Linked DNA regions of Anser cygnoides: region 1 is linked to region 2. A link is a contact called in public Hi-C data. All regions are on one chromosome and are shown on one strand. The core of a region is the stretch at or near the end of the contact, and the rest is flanking DNA. Distances in the headings are between cores, read along the strand shown.

What was found. A called contact is a pair of places that touch in the nucleus more often than the background predicts.
Region 1: a contact with region 2 is called in a Hi-C map of liver, with 3 times the contacts expected there. The contact joins two enhancer-like sites. A contact is called at or near these places in 2 of 7 Hi-C or Micro-C datasets (both in liver).

The regions. Positions count from the first base shown.
Region 1 is chrZ:3,532,788-3,535,487 of Taihu_goose_T2T_genome, reverse strand. All of the region lies in intron 86 of ADGRV1 (adhesion G protein-coupled receptor V1), which reads left to right. Among named protein-coding and RNA genes, the nearest start is that of ARRDC3, 120 kb to the right of the region's middle. Within about 2 kb of position 1,332, at least 2 of the 3 cell types and tissues checked have open chromatin away from gene starts, as enhancers often do. A contact at or near this core is called in liver, where this site is marked.
Region 2 is chrZ:3,430,372-3,433,099 of Taihu_goose_T2T_genome, reverse strand. No RefSeq gene overlaps it. Among named protein-coding and RNA genes, the nearest start is that of ARRDC3, 15 kb to the right of the region's middle. Within about 2 kb of position 1,454, at least 2 of the 3 cell types and tissues checked have open chromatin away from gene starts, as enhancers often do. A contact at or near this core is called in liver, where this site is marked.

The DNA.
Region 1 (2,700 bases), core at 83-2,582, 100 kb before region 2:
TGACCAGACATTCAGCACGAGTTAAAAGAACGGTGAAGCATCAGGGCGAACAGTCTGCAAATAACACCCAACGTCTGCGAGCTGTGCTGTTATTCAGATAAGCAGATATACTGATTTGTGTTAATAAAATAAAGGGTCATCACACAGGCTGTTTCTGTAGGAGAGAAGTACGCATTACACACACTTCTTGTAGCAAATACAGCTTTTTCAGGTCGTGCTCCCCTGAGAGGAGCCATCAGGGCGGTCTTGGGGGGCAAGCACGCAGTGGTGGAAGCTCCTCCTGGCCTGCAGACAGACACATTTGTCTTGGTGTGACAGTGTCATCCAAGTCCCTGACCTCAGCCTGTTTGGGGATGAGAGAGGGGTGTGAAAAGGGGCTTAGGTGTGGATGGCACGTTACGAAAGTGATTTCCTGTGGAACTTGCTGTCTCTCCACACGTGCTGTTCGCGCGTCATTCACACGCGCTGCGCCTTCATCAGCTCTCAGGCAGTGGTTGTTAAATCTGGGACGAGGTCTTCTGCCTCCAAAGGCTGCTTTACCGTCTATTAGTGGGCATTCCTGCTACGCGTGTGCCCCGCTTCAGTCTGAAAGCAGTTCAGCATTCGTTAAAAGCTTTTCCCAACAGGAAAGAGAACATGAAATAGTTTACCAGGAGCAGAGCCCTGCTTCCCTGCTGCTCAGGAGTTACAGACCCTGAGCAGAGCAGAGCACGACCCATTAAATGTGTTTGATATCCAGATGGATCCAGCTCAGGAGACTGCAAAGGCACTGTATATTATCCAATTTAGTTGTTTAGCCGCATGACAAACATTTCCTCGGAAATGCACTTGATAGAAAAATCATCTCCTAAGGACAGATTGTTTCCAAGCACTTCCTGTGGGAAATGGTTTCCATCAGAGAGGAGTTTACAGTACAAGCTATTCATGTGCATGCAGAGGAGGGACAGTCCTTTCCCTGTATCTTCAAGAATAAACATGCAAAGTGCTGTTTAGGGGTACAATATCTGATTTACATCGTCACAGAGTAAACAGTCACCCAGCAAATAAATACAGCTAAAGCCCTTCTGTTCACCAAGGCCAAGATGAAAGTTTAAAAGGTATCTTAAAACTTTTTCATCCAATGTTCTTAAAGTAGGAAATCCCAAAACACATTTAGAAAAGTGTAAAAGGAAAAGGCTAAGGAGCATGTTTAGGATATCTGATGCTTGGAGTTCCTCTATGGCATGATCCTGATTATCCCACCCAGGCAGCATCCGTGTCACAGAAGCACACCCTGTCCTCTCCTGTGAAAGACTTGGGCTCCCGACCCTTTCAGCTGGAAGACGAGAAAGGAACATTTACCTTTTTACATATGACTGCCTGAATGGATTTATTCGCAAGCTGTTTGTTGGGGTCAGGAGTGAAGGAATAAGCTGCTGTGGCTCTCAAAAGGTTAGGATTTCACAAGCCATTTTGCACATGCTGTATTAATATAAAAGATAGCTCTGTTTTTCATGAGATTTGTGGGGTGTTTCTGGTTTCTGTAGCTGAGGTCATCAGCGGCATATTTACCGTTCAGTCGAGGCTGATCCAAAGTTCAGGGAGGTGGGAGGATCCCTTCCCCTCGTTTGCAGAGGCTGGGGTTAGGCTTTAGGTCTGTGCCGAGGCTTCTCCCCTGAGCTGAATCCTTTTATCTGAACCCTTTCTCATTATGATCTTGATTATTATTCAGTTATATTTCCAACAAACTTCACTGGACACCCTGACCCTCTATCCTGTAATTTAGAATATATGCACACTGCAACCTGCAAAGTGTTAGGTACTCCCAAGCTACCTCTGTTGTGGCTTCTTGTACCTTGTACTAGTCCTTACCACACCCTACTCCCAGTAAAAAAAATAACTAAATTTTTAAAATAAAAAGTAATTGTGAACCAAAACCTTGCTTTTAAGAAATGGTGAAATGTTACATGTCAACAGTAGCAAAAGTCCATTTTTCAGGGATCTTAAGTCAAGAGAAAAGCAAATCAAGCCTGGGAGGTATTCCATTATTCAAATAGACCTTATGTGGTTGTTTTGGCTGACAGAGATATGAATAAAATATCTTTTCCCATTGCGTATTTGAACACACTAGTTCAACATGACTGCATTACTGACTGTTATATATAAAATAAGTGTTTCCAAGAAACCCTGAAAATATCTGGAAGTAGCAGTTGATTGATGATTTTCTAAACTGGGCAAAATGGCTGACTTTTCTAAAAGTAAAAATTTTGAAGGTCAACTAATTAGTAGTGGGGTACAGTAAAAGAAAAATATTCAAAAGTTCAGATATAAAAGTTTAAGAAAACCTCGGTACTTTTAACAAGAAACGTGGACATACAGAAGTCTGCTGAACAGGTGCACACCTTAACCTGACCTTGACTGGAGGAGATACAATTCACCAAACTTCATTTAGAATAGCAGACGCAAACTGGAATGTGAATAGGAGCTGATTCAGTAGCAAAGAGATAAAATATCGAATTTTTAGATACGGTAGCAAACAACATGAACATTGGTTTCTAGAGCAACCAAAAATAATTGTGGCAAGAGACATGCCAGAGGTTTTAGAGGCCAAAACAAAGTAAAAACATTATACTGAGAGAAAAAGAACAGAGATTTAAAGTTTTAAACATGCAATATTATTTTATTTATTTTTTTAAAAAAGAACAAAAATATGCAGTTCTT
Region 2 (2,728 bases), core at 205-2,704:
ATGGTAAGGGTGCTGAAACCCCTTAAATTTATTGCCATGTTGCAACTGCCTATTGACTGGGTCATATCGTGAAAACAAATGAAAGTTTTATACTGTGAATTCACAAGCCTTCTATCTAATTGTTATTCCTGGTATTTTTTCAATAAAAATATGGTTTTAAGGAGAAAATATATAGTGGCTTTTTAAGGACATTCTGGGAAAGTATTTCAAGTACAGAAGGTAGACAAAAGACGATTTTTGAGGAAATTGAGCTGTATGATTGGCTGTATTGGTTGTGTAGGATATAGGAGCAAAGACAAGCATTCAAAGAAGTAGGATGTTTTGGAACACTGGAAAATCTGAATAAAATATAGAAAAGGGAAGTCAGGGATGGGATTAAGAGAAGGTTGTTACCATCTTTAAATTACTTTGAATTATAAAGGGAAAAAAAAAAACAAAAACAGGAAAACCTTGGGAAGAAAAGTAAACAGTCATGTGGTTTTGAAGTTAAACTGTGTTGTTCCACTGCTGCCTAGGCCAGGTATTGCTTTCTTTATTTGTTTTCTTTGGGAGGATACCTTTATGTGATACAGCAGACAAATTGCTTTATTGCTTTAGAGGTGTGGAACCCTGTCACAATTAATGGTGTCTGATGCACTAAAACATAACGGGCAGCAGTAAAACTGTCTTTCCTGTCTTAAACTGGTAAAAGATAGGTATGAAGAACACTTGCTTTAATTTATGGGAGATAATTAAATAGCTGTAAAACATCAGTGAAGCTTTTTCTTTGTTTATAACACGTTTAACACTGAAACAGCTTTGGAAATGGGAGCTGGAGTTTAAGATGTTAGGAAGATGCTTCCTCTTAGCCTGGCTAGCCAGAAAAATGGATTGGTGCTAGCAGACTTCAACGCCTTTAGAATATACTCCCAAATGGGGGTGTAAATAATAATAATAATAGTAAAACACATTTATTAATCAGAAATCATTACCCAGGGAATATTGTACATATTTTACAGAGCTAGCAGAACCATGGAAGGATTTATGAAGTGCTGCTTAGCTGATGGACAAACATGACAGATTTGCCTTCAACATTGCTGTGACCATCTCTAGTGGGAAGTTTCATTTTGAATCTAGGCAGCCTGATGACAGCAAGGCCTTGTTTAGATCTAGGCAACTTCATTAATTTTCGGACAAAAATAATAAAAAAGTATTACATTTTGCAATGATTTATCCCTCCTCCTGTGCTTCTCCCATATATTCATTCGAAAATGGGAGCATCGTTATGTCCGTGGAGAAAGACGGAATGGCATCACGATAACCAATAAATTTTAGAAATAACATTTGTTAAATCAGCAAACAGCTAGCAGGTCCTGCTAGAAACCCTGTGGGGAGCTTGTGGTGGGGCTTGCTGCTCTCCCTGACGCTGATGCTCCATCACAGGGATGTTTTTTTTGTGTTCCTTGTGTAATACTTCAGTATGAGCACTTAGTACCTGGCTTTGCACTTTATGATTAGTTCCCGGGCTTAGGGTTGGTGTCATTTTTTTAACTCTTGCGTTCCTACCTCATTAAAAACGCATCTAAACTGCTTGATTTTTTGTTACGTTTAAAGCTCTCACCTTCGCTGTTTGAGGTCCTTGTCCTTCACCCAAGTCTGGCTAACGTCAGCAGCAAGGTGCCTGGAGCACACTGAAAACACGACGTCCTTCTGACCGCGGAATCGTCTGTTAGGAGCTGGATCAGACGAGGGGTTCGCCGTCCAACTCAGATTTCGTGGCCGCATCTGGCCCTAGCTCAGAAGCTACCGCCGCGTCCTGATGTCCACGAGGTCAGGAGGCAGGGAGATCCAGCTCTAAAAATATCAGGCTGTAGCTGGGCAGGGGAGTTCCAGGAGGGAGCGACTGCTGGGAGAAGAAATAGGTTAATTATTTCCTATTTCAAGGGTATCATCTGTGTGGCAGGTGGAGCATGCCTGACCGCCTGCCTCTGCAAGTTGGTTTCCCGGGGAAGAAAGTGGAAGAGCTGTCACAGAAACCCAGCCCAACAAAGCCCCAAAGAAGGGTTAAGTGCTACGTACATGTTTTAGCGAGGTAACTGCTAAAAAAAAAAGATGCTGATTGGTTTTGTGACATTGCCTAATGTCTCTCTTTGGAAGTGTAAGTGTGCAAGCTTTGTAACTTGCCATCCCTTGGATGGATACCACACGGGCAGCAGATGTGGAAGAGCTGTCAGTTTTACACCCTGGTGTAGGAGATTTGTATGTGCGAACAGGTATTTTAATATCCAGAAATACAAAGGATTTGTTTTTTAAAAAAATCAGACCTCTAAGAACAAAACTGGTAATTTCCAACTTTGTAATAACGCTGGCAGTAAACCTAGGCTTCAAAGAATCGTTATGAAGAGGTTCTGGTTGAAAAACGTGAGACTTCAAGAAAATACTGCCTGAAAACTGCTAGACAGCCCTGTCCCTTAAATGACACTGATGCTAATTTAAATTCTAATGCTGCCACGTAGCAACAGAAATTAGGTAGTAAAAAAAAACGTTGTCCTGGTATAAAATAATCAGCAGAAGCCCCGTGCGCGCCGGCCTCCCGCGGCCCTGACAGCTGGCCTGGTGAACCTGCTCTTAGGTCAAGCAACACGCCGATGCCGGAGGACGACGATAATCCACGCCGCGGCGGGCTCAGCTGCGTGTGGCATGCGGAAGCAAGATGCCATGGCAGGGCCTCGCCGCTGAGCGCCCGGAG